2 separate regions of the Drosophila melanogaster genome follow, and region 1 is linked to region 2. Evidence: chromatin contacts called from public Hi-C data. All regions are on one chromosome and are shown on one strand. The core of a region is the stretch at or near the end of the contact, and the rest is flanking DNA. Distances in the headings are between cores, read along the strand shown. Region 1 holds the start of beg (bad egg). Region 2 holds the start of CG32161.

Region 1 (5,439 bases), core at 462-2,961, 190 kb after region 2:
CCGATCGGCAACGCATAACGGTAACGGGCACGTTCTGGGAACACCGACTTGGGTTCGGAATGTGTGCGCTGGCCGTTGTGGTTCGGTGGAACTCTTGCTGGTATGCGGCATTAATTGGTTCGCCACGGGCACTCTCATTCATAAATACAATTTCACAACCTGATCTAAAGAATCGCGCCACTTGCGCCATGTCAACGATCTCCGTCGAATGCCCCTACCTGGGCATCAAATTCACGACTCATTATCAAAGAAAAAAAAAACAAAAAAAATTGGGCAGAAAGAAAAGAAAAAAAAAACAGCCGAAATACAACAGAACCCAACGGAGTATGAACCGCAAACAGGTTCTGCTTCTAATAGAATCGCCGGTCCATCGACGATCTGATATTCGTGCAGTCTAGACGAGCATTGGTACACATATCTGGTGGGTCCTTTCCTTGGCAACAAGAAAAGAGCTGGGAATGTCGCTCCGTCTTCTGGGAAGATCGCATCGGACCATGGGCGGATGGACAAGGGACACTGGCAGGACCGCTGGCAGAGCGTGTGAGCTAGTGTTTTTGTTTTGATGCCCGAGATGTGTTCCTTGAACTGAGGGCGAAAGTGGTGCGTCACGTCATCTCCGGTGTCTGACTTTGCCGGCGGCTTTGTCGTTCACCTTTGCCATCCCAATCACCATCCCCATCCTTCCCTATCCTCATCATCTTCCGCAGCCAATTCTTTCGGCCTGCCGGAGGGTTATTCTTTTGCCCTGGGTTCAAAAAACTCTGCGATTGCCTTGCTGGGATCGCATTTCAAATTAGAAACTCTTATTTCGGGGGTTCCGAATAGCACATGGCCAAAAAATACTCTTTTGTCTTGGCAGGGTTTTAATCTTATGTCTTTGAATTTAAACATATAAAGAGCTATTATTTCTTTAAATTTTCATAGATATTTAAGGTCTGACTTTAGAAAACGTAAATTATAGAATACAATGCAAATGAAACGAAAAGTCGTAACTTAGCTTCCAAATTTTCTTCAGAAAAATATTGTCATTATTAATATTCCCCTACCCAAGTACACTCGATGTACTCCCCTTACGTTAATGTTTCCCTCCATAAAATTTAATTATTGTCCACTAGGACAGATTTTAAATAATAAATAAAAGGCTACACCAAAAAAAAAAAAAATTATTAATATTTTAAAATAGTATCTTAAATGAAATGTTACTAAGCACAGTAACTTTGTTACTCTGTACTCAACTAAAAACTTGGCTCAGTTTCTATGTAGTCAGTGACTCATGAATAAACAACCAACATTATTTCGTCATGACCATCAACGACTAAATAAGAGCCTAGCAACATAAATCAAGTTTGGCTATAAATAGTGGAAAAAGACCGCAGACCATGACTAAGATGTCTGGGGAAATAAAATACCTGGGAATTTTGATCTTTTTACCAATTCCAATTGGCCATTGGATTTATTTAAAGTTAATAGTAAATACTTGAACCACTTAATAGCGTATATAGCATGTTGACTTTAATAATTAAGATTTACAATAAAGTGTCGATTATCACAATGCACTGAATGTTTTCCATTTCTTAAGATCATATTGTTTTTGAGCATAAGCCGCCAAAATTCAAAATACAATTGTACTAAAATCATCGAAGTACTAAAGCTATCGATGGCCGCATTACAGTTATCGATATGATCTACTTTTCTCTGCTCCAATCAGCTGTTATGTTATGCCGCGAACTCCTTCAACAAAAATGTTGGCCGCCCGCAGATTACTACGATCACCGCGGATTACCGGTGCCCTAAGCTGGTCCCGCTGGAGCAGCGATGCCGCGAAGGCCACAACAGAAACCTCCGCCCTTTTGCAGAACGCGGAGAAGCGGCAGCAACTGCTCAACGAGCTTTCTGAGCCGCTGGAACAGAAAGGCCGGCCCGCCATCGATCCCAAGGAAACAAGTGTGATGCTCTTTCCCGGTCAGGGCACCCAGTACGTGGGCATGGCCAAAGACCTGCTCCGGTTCCCGGGCGCCCGTCGCATCTTCGAGCTGGCCAACGAGGTGCTGAAATACGATCTGCTCAAGATCTGCCTGGAGGGACCACGTGAGAAACTGAATCGCACGGAGCACGCTCAGCTGGCTGTGATGGTATCCTCGCTGGCAGCACTGGAGCAGTTGCGTGAGGAGCGACCCAAGGCCATTGAAACGTGTGTAGCTGCCGCAGGCTTTAGTTTGGGCGAGATTACCGCATTGGTGTACGCGGATGCCCTGCCTTTCGACAAGGCATTGCGATTGGTGCAGGTGCGGGCCACCGCCATGCAGGCGGCATGTGACCAGGCAGCCGGAGCCATGGCGATGACTCTCTACGGACCGGATACCAATCTGGGAGAGGCCTGCGCTCGTGCGCAGCAATGGTGTCTGGACAAAGGAGTGGAGTCGCCCTACTGTGGCATCGCCAACTACATGTATCCGCACTGCAAGGTAGTGGCCGGCAACGTAGAGGCCCTGGAGTTCCTGGAACAAAATGCCAAGTCCTTCAAAATCCGGCGGATGAAGAGATTGGCTGTCAGTGGCGCCTTTCACACTCCTCTAATGCAAAGCGCCGTGGAGCCATTTACCAAAGCCCTGAAAACGGTGCGACTTCAGGACCCCGTCATTAGAGTGTACTCCAATGTGGATGGCAAACCCTATCGCCATGCCAAGCACATCCTAACGCAGCTGCCCAAGCAAATCGTGAGGCCCGTCAAGTGGGAGCAGACTCTCCACGAGATGTACGAGCGCAAGCAGGGCGTCGACTTTCCACGCACCTTCGAATGCGGTCCTGGCAAGGGCCTGGTCCAGGTCCTGGAAAAAGTAAATGCCAAGGCCGCTCAATCCAGCTTTAATGTTATAGCCTAATCTTGTATAAAAATTCAGTTCGCTTTTATAAAAATGTATATTTTCTGGGCTAAAGGAAACAAAAAACTGGGAAGTTATGACCGTTGGCAGATCCTAACTCTTGTCGTCTCGCGATCGCATCCGGTGCGCGAAGGCAGCTCCTTTGTTCTTCCGAAAGCTCTCGAAGGGATCGTGCATATTAGCGCCCACTCCCTGTGGATAGAAAATTATAAGTTGTCCTTTCTTGCGCACTCTTGCCACTTCACCTTGTACATCTCTCGACGATCGCGCACCTCGCCTCCCGAAATGGGCGTGTCGATGCCTTGATTCTTTGAGCCCAGTCCAGTTCCCGTGCCCGCCCAACCCATTTTCATGAGCATTTGGTGGCCCTTGTTCGATTCCTCGATGAAATCCGCTGGCTTGGCAAATGTGCTTCCCCTGGAAAAACAAAGATAGCTCATTGGTCCGACTGTCATGAAATTGTACTATAGCCATGATTTACAGAAAGCTCGGAGGTGTTAGAGATCTGTCGCGGTCCACTCGTCTTAGGTTGGTGCTGTTGCCATTGTCTCGGCTATTGGAATTGCCACGATCACCACGGCCCTCTCTGGTATTTGTGCTGCCGCTGTTGTTGTCCCGTTCGTGGCGAGGAGATCGATTGCGACCCTTGCGGTTGTTACCACCGCCCAACCTGCTCCGATTCATCGGTGGCGGCGTTAAAGAGCGCTCCATGGATCGCGAGCGGGATCGGGAGCGAGACAACGATCTATCTCGATGGGGCGGCGTTTTTGAGCGGGAGCGACTGCGACTCTTGGATCTGCGCAAGAAAATAAGTGCAAATATTTCTAGTTTTTGTGTGAAAATTTTTGATGGAAAACCAACACTCACCGATAAACTCGCTTGTTGCTCTTTTTGGGTAGGGGTTTCTCGAGCACAATCGGACTTGGCGACCGCGACTTTTCTCGAATGCCGTCCTTGATTTCCTCTTCTTTTTGCTTTCGCGCCGCATTCTTCACCTTATAGTACTCATAGAGACCAAGCTTCTCCCAACCCTCACTGCAAGATAAGCCCATTTATAAGGAACGCTCAATAACATCAAATTGAAATACTTACTTATCCCTTGGACGATCGTGTGAGGGTGCGGAATAGAAGGCGTTCAATGCATTTGTTAATCGCTCGCTTTGTGGCGCTGGAGCTGGCAGTCGAATGTCCGCCGGATCGAGGGCTTTGTAGTTGTAATCCTCCAGACGAATGAGCGGCACCATGAGGCCCGCTGGCAGGTCGTAGTAAGGCGCTGTGGGTATTTGTGGCTCTCCGATCACAACAGGTTCTCCAGATTCTCCGTCGACCAATTTCTGTGGTTGCTGGCCATCTTCCAATGTTCCGTCTTCGGGTTTGTTGGTTATAACCGCGCGAATGGCTGCATTGAGCACATCCAGATCCACTTCGCTGCTATCAGCATTTTGCTGGCCAGGTCTAACAATATTCTGGGGATAGGCAGCCATTGGCGGCGGCTGCTTTTGCTGCTGCGGTTGTTGCTGCTGCTGCTGCTGCAGTTGGTGCTGTCCTTGTTGCTGAGGGTCGTCAGGATGGTGTTGCTGCTGCATCTGTAAGCACGCCTGAATCGCTGCACTGAGAACGCCAAGATCAACAGGTGGTTCATTGCCAGAACCCGGCGCCTGCATGGGCGGAAACTGTCCCGGTTGTGGCTGCTGCTGGCCCATTGCTGGGCCCTGATTATGATGCATGGGTCCGGGGAAGCCTGGTGGTGGTTTGGACATGTCCGGAATGAAGAAGTTCGGTCCGCGTGGATCCGCAAAGTGATTCCCCGGTGGTGGCTGCTGCTGTTGGAAGTTACCACCTGGATACATATTATTTCCCGCCTGCGGATGCTGCTGATCATGCGGCCCCTGGCTATTCATGTGCTCATGGTCACCCGGCATTGCTATTCGGTGGGACATCAGCGATGGTATGTTCTTCTGCTGATGCTGAAGCATGTGTTGCTGCTGGGACTTCTGGGCCACAATCTGCTGCTCCAGGTGCTGCGCCTGTTTCTCCAGCTGCACAATTTGCTGGCTAGCATGTTGGATAAATACATGATGCTGTTTCTGATAGCTGAAGCATAAGAGTTATGGTTTATTATGTGCTCTATTATGTTCTTGGACTTTTATACTTACTTATCCAAAGTCGCCTTGGTATTCTGCGTGAATTTAGCAGTTATATCATGATGTGTGTTCTGCAGATTGGTTTTGTACTCCTGCATTGACGAGTCCGGTGACTGAAGCTTCGAGATGACGCAGGCATCGAAGAACTTCGCCTTGGACTCCCACAGAGACAGCAGCTTGGCTAGCTTCTGGCGCTGGTCGGGGTTGCCAACTGTGGGCGAGGATAACACTATTAGAAATCCGTAAAGGAATGGATCGAAGTGGAAATACATACTCAAGTCGGCGCTGCAGAACATCGGAATGACGACGTTCTCGAGGCTGTTCTTCAAGTCATTGATGTTCTTGCGCATGCTGTAAATATATCGTTGGACTTAGGTCTCATCTCCTAGCTACTCTAAATGTCAAGGTATGAT
Region 2 (5,423 bases), core at 1,234-3,733:
TATTATCCAAAAATCGACTTCTTAATGTTTAAAGCTTATTCTTTTCAGAATCCCTCAAATCCCAGTTCCACGGGAACTATTACCGAGGAGCACATCAAAGCATCAATCATTAGCGCTATCGACGACAAGCTGCGCCGCCGAGTTCAGGAGAAAGTTAATCAGTATCAGGCCGAGATCGAAACTCTCAATCGCACCAAGCAGGAGTTGCTCGAGGGCAGTGCCAAGATCGATGCCATTATAGAGCGCCTCGAGCGCGAACATATTGATATGCAAAAGAACATAAGTATATTAAAGGACAAGGAGCAGGAGCTGGAAAAAGCTCTTGAAGATCTTGAGAGCGCCGAGGCCATTAACCCCGACGAGGCGGTGACCACCACAGCGCCACTTTACCGACAGTAAGTTGAATGTCTGCGTGCGCATTCCAAGATTCATGCTAGATAATTAATGGTTTATCCACCCGCAGGTTACTCAATGCCTATGCCGACGAAGCGGCCACCGAGGATGCCATATATTACTTGGGCGAGGGTCTCCGCGGAGGTGTCATCGATCTGGAGACCTTTCTTAAGCACGTGCGACAGCTATCCCGCAAACAATTCATCCTACGGGCCACCATGCAGAAGTGCAGACAAAAGGCCGGTCTAGCGGGCTAGAAGAGCCATGATTTCAACAGTTGCCGTGATTTCTTATTCGACGGGGTAGTGCGAGCACGTGCAGACGATTTATATGTTACCATCAAAAATATTCGATAAGTTTTAAGCGCAAATTGAATCTTAAAAATTGAAATTATAATAACAATAATCCTAAATAAAACAAAGGCCTCATGTATGTTAACGCCCACGATCAGATCTTCAGTTTATTTCTATGCGGAATGGTGTCTTATCTCATACGTAAATACCGACGGTTAGAAGCAGGAAAACAATGCCGAATCCCAGGAAAATGGAGGCGCACAGGCTAATCAGCAGTTCCTTTATCAAGGTGCTTTCCTTAGAGCTCTTTCGAGACACCACAAAGATGAAGAACCAGGCGGTGAAGAAGGTTCCGATGACCAAAAGCACGGTGGCGAGGTGGGGAAAAACGGCCGGGTTCACGGGCGATACGTAGCGCTGCATTACGTCCATACTAGAAATAAGATGATCCGGTTAAGCTATTAGTTTAACACACTTGCGGCACTCTTACATTGAATTTTAGCTTTAATTACTTCTTGTTATTTTTCGACGCGAATTGTACGTGGCCCGGCAGCTAGGGTTGCTCCTCTTGTTATCGTTATCGGAGGCACCCACAATTGACTGCCAGTTTACACGTATCGAAACGAGAAGTATCATAAATTTTTTTTTTTTGTAAATTTTTTTTTGGTTTTTTTTGGTTTTTTTGGTTTTTTTTTTGGTTTTTTGTAAATTTTAAATTTTAATTTAACATTTTGAGAGATAAAAAACTCGGAGTGGAAAATTATTCATTTTTATTTATAATGCCATAGTGAATAATTAAGTGTTAATTTTAAAACTTAAACCAAATTCGAACCGTTCGTTGATGTAAATTATTTATTTTTTGCCAGCTAGTAGAAGTACTGTTGTCAGATTTTTTAGTTTACTATTCGATAGCAACATTTTCCGATAGCCAGAGTGTCATCACTGCCTCGATTGACATGCTCTCTCCAGCTTGCCCACCACTGCCATCAACGTGCTCTCTTTCATTATATTACTTTTTATCAATGCGCAGGAAAAATAAATCAAAGGCAAAGGAAAACAAAGACGCGCAATATGAGTGATGTGAGTGTTGGCCCAAATACCCGTTATTCCTACCGATCTAATGCATTCCAATCCGCAGCTTGAGGAGATGGACAGCGAACGGCTGAACGAGCTAGAATCAATTCTATATGCCTCGATCCACTACAGCGATGGATTCGAAGAGCACACTGCCATGGATCAGCCTGCGAAGGAGTCAACCAGCGACCAGGATGCCAGGAGCATGCCACCGCCTCCTCAGCAGAAGCATCCCATTCCCGGACAGCGTTTCGTCAGCGGAACACGAGTGATCAACAACAGCATGCAGAAACCACGCTACTGGATCGATGGTGCGGCAGCTGTGGGGGAGGGGCAGGTGGTGCAGGCGGAGGAACAGCAGGCCACCACAAACAAAACAATGCCAGGTGAGTGGCAACCATTGGCAAATGGTATATATGAAGTAATAAAAACCATAAGCTAGCATAAAAATATACCCAAAAATGTACCCAAAAAAGGTAGGATCCAATAAGATCCAATATCTCACAAGTTATTAGGTAATTTAAATCATAGTAAATATAATCATATTTAATCGGTCGATTTGTAGCTATAACTGTTTAAAACTCAAAACAAAAAAAATTAAACGTGATTCATAATCTTAGGTATTCTTAGCTAGTTCATTTGTAGTCTTTTAGTTCCGCCCCATTTCATAGTAGTCAAGAACATTTCCTACTTCCATCAGTGGGGATCAGCCCAGCTTTTGGGCATTAGGCTGCTTTCATCCTTTTCAAAACTATTTCGTTGGCGTGCTTTCAAAATTCTCCATAACCTTCCAATGATGACCTGCTTCCTCAGTCGCTTTCTGGGCCTGGGCAGGTGCGGTCTGCAGGTGCTCGAAAGGCGGATGGGCCATTTCAACCATTGCACCTTGGCCCTGGCCACTCTCGACCTTGTCTGCATTGTTTGCCTGCTCCATTACCAACTGGCGCGGCATGGCCGAGATCTGTTTTTTTGGTGCGAGGAACTGGACCAACGACTAGTGGAGTACATGCTATCTGCAGTCGTATTGATGGCCAGCGTTAGTGTGCTGGGCTCGTGTGTGGATGGCTTTATCTTCTCTGCCTTGGTTCAGCGGAAAATGAGTCGGTTTGATATGCCGCGACAGTATTTTGAAGATCGTTACCGCAGATTCGTCTTCATGCGGCTGGTCAGGCAACTAGAGCAGGCTCTCAAAGTGCAGGCTAAGCAGTCTGAGTTGGGCGAAAGAATGATGACGCCACTCGCCAATCTGTTCGAGGCGCAGCAGCTGATCAAGGAGGCAATCGATGAGTTTCGCACAGCGGTGCGAGTCCTACTGTGGCCCAATCGATCCGATGTGCTGGCAGAGGCGTTTGTCCTCTTCCACATAAGCGAATCGCAGTTGTCGGATCTGACACTTCAAGGCTACAGGCTGAACGACGTCGAGGGGGAAGACATGTCCAATTCCCGTCTTAGTCAAATGCTTAACCCACTTTGGTATTAAAATTGGTGCTATAGTTCAGAAACTGCATTTTTAATTTGTCAATGAAAATGTTGGGTTGTATCAAAAGATTTGGTTTATTCTTAAGAATTTCTGCTAATTTGCTATTCACATTTATTCATATCGCCTATACAAATAAATATAAGAATCACATTTTAATTTATGGTTCTTGTCTCTTAGCTGTTGAAGAAAGTTCCTCATCACAATCGATGGATGTCGATATGCCGCAAGACAAGAGTCTATTGCTGTCGCCCGAAAAGGGAACGTCCAATCAACCGAAAACTGCTAGCCAGCCCCCGAAACATCAGCAAATCCCACAGGCCAAGCAACAGCAAAATATTCATGCAAAACAATTGCAAAATCAACAGGCAAAGCCTCAGGAGCAAAAAAATTCACAACAGAAACAGCAGCAGAGTCTTAAGCAACAAAATCAACAATCCAAGCAGCACCAAAATCAGCAAAAGAAGTCGGCGCCAGTAGTACAAAAACCAAAACCGCAGCCAAACGCATCCACCAAAGTGAATCACGAAGCCTACGAGGCGGAGCGTTTTGACCAGAGACTTCTAGTCGCCATCCCACCGAACTGCCCGCCCAAGAAGCAGAATAAGCCACAACAAAACAAGCAACAGCAGCAGCAAAACAAACAGCAGCAGAAAAAGCAACAGCAGTCGCTGCAACATAACAAACAGCAGCAGCAATCAGGACCTGGACCGTTTGGCAAAGCCAACCGCAAGTTGGAGCAGATTCAGCGTCTGGCAGATAAGAAACAGAAATCCAAGCAGGCTCAGTTAAATAAAAAACAGCGAAAGCAGCAGTCTCCGCCGGTGGAGTTTGTCAACCTGGCAGAAACAAGCGAATCTTCCGATGACGATGATGTGGTTCATGTACCACTTCCGCCAGCTCCTATCATCGAATTGGACACGAGTGACGGCGAGCAGACCTGCACCTCATCTCAATTGTTTCACGAAGAGAATGCAATGGACGCCACAGACGTGAAAATGGGATTGTCTTGTATTACTGAACCAGAGGGGACGAGTGTTGTTGCTAGCAGTACCACACCACCCATGCATTCACCGAGCTGTTCCGTCATGTCCAGTGATGACTTCATAGTGCAGAAGGATACCACTCGCTTGTTGACAGAATGTGAGAACGCCAATGATGAAGATCTGCTGGTACTAACCGAGACGGCTATAAGAGAAGCTATTGGCGAGGAACCAAAAGATAAGGAAGTTGTGGAAAATGCATCTGAGGAACAAGAACATGATCATGCGGCTGATACCTCGTCGGAATATGAATTTGTTCCTCCTTCACGACTGGAGGAAATTAAGAAAAACTATCGCGTCGACGATCAGCAATTCAGAGCTTTAGACGTCTACGAAAGTGAGTCTGACCTCACGGAAAGTGGCATTTACTCAAAAGCCAAGAGCAAGACCACGCCAACGATCATACGCAACGTAGACTCATCATCGGGCAGCTCTTCCGTCGAGGAGGTAGTGGAGCCTAGTGTCCAAAAGACGAAGCGTCTGCGCAAACGCTCCTGTTCAACAAACAATCACAGCCAATCTGATCCAAACAACGACGATGGGTTGGATGATTCAGACAGCGATGATGGCGTTCATGCTACTGGAGTTCCTGGCATAGCACGTGGTATGGCAGTGGAGCGTTGTAAGCGCAAAATCCGTAGAATCAGTACCAGACATAGCTCTGATGACAATTCGAAGAAGGCGGCTACACGTATCCAAAAACCGAAAGTTGCTGCAGTCCATCATGCTAGCTCAGAATCTGCGTCTGAGGATGAGTTACCAAGTGCCAGAGATATAGCCGAGCGACTTCTTAATCAACAGCAAGGACAAGGAAAGGTGCAGGTACAAAAAGGCGATGGCGATGACGATGCCATTTCTATCGGATCCGATGAAGATTCCCATGCAGAGGCGGAGTTTCGCGATGCTATGACAGATCGATTAGCTGCAGTCTTCGAGCGTCTTGATGCCAAAGCCAAAAAAATGGAAGAGGACGAGGAACAAGTGAATGCGAGTGGATATATATCCGATGAAGAAGACTCGCGAGACAAAAGTGCAGACACCACTGTGCGTTCCGACGAGGATATTGATGCTTCTAACGATCTTGAGGAGACGAATCCAGATAAGAACGACAGAGACGTGACAAACGAAGAGCAGCACGTACAC

What was found. Hi-C and Micro-C count contacts between places; a contact is called where the count stands out from the background.
Region 1: a Hi-C map of the Kc167 cell line shows a contact between it and region 2, with 2.4 times the contacts expected there. A contact is called at or near these places in 33 of 107 Hi-C or Micro-C datasets (the Clone 8 cell line, the D17-c3 cell line, the Kc167 cell line and 13 more) and 1 of 7 datasets of targeted methods (the Kc167 cell line).

The regions. Positions count from the first base shown.
Region 1 is chr3L:17,033,957-17,039,395 of dm6, forward strand. beg (bad egg) reads left to right here and starts at 1,712. Exons shown (of 1, transcript NM_140693.3): 1 at 1,712-2,909. The coding sequence starts at 1,743. The coding sequence ends at 2,882. It overlaps scaf6 (SR-related CTD associated factor 6), which reads right to left. Exons shown (of 12, transcript NM_001038939.2): 6 at 5,301-5,377; 7 at 5,039-5,237; 8 at 3,975-4,976; 9 at 3,750-3,917; 10 at 3,364-3,678; 11 at 3,128-3,299; 12 at 2,903-3,074.
Region 2 is chr3L:16,843,744-16,849,166 of dm6, forward strand. It overlaps CG32161, which reads left to right and starts at 2,484. Exons shown (of 1, transcript NM_168688.2): 1 at 2,484-3,257. The coding sequence starts at 2,554. The coding sequence ends at 3,240. It overlaps kud (kuduk), which reads right to left and starts at 1,248. Exons shown (of 2, transcript NM_140668.3): 1 at 1,177-1,248; 2 at 825-1,119. The coding sequence starts at 1,118. The coding sequence ends at 882. Zcchc7 (Zinc finger CCHC-type containing 7) reads left to right here and starts at 1,643. Exons shown (of 6, transcript NM_140669.4): 1 at 1,643-1,766; 2 at 1,825-2,146; 3 at 3,418-5,423. The coding sequence starts at 1,758. It overlaps TSG101 (Tumor susceptibility gene 101), which reads left to right. Exons shown (of 7, transcript NM_079396.4): 6 at 49-395; 7 at 464-842. The coding sequence ends at 650.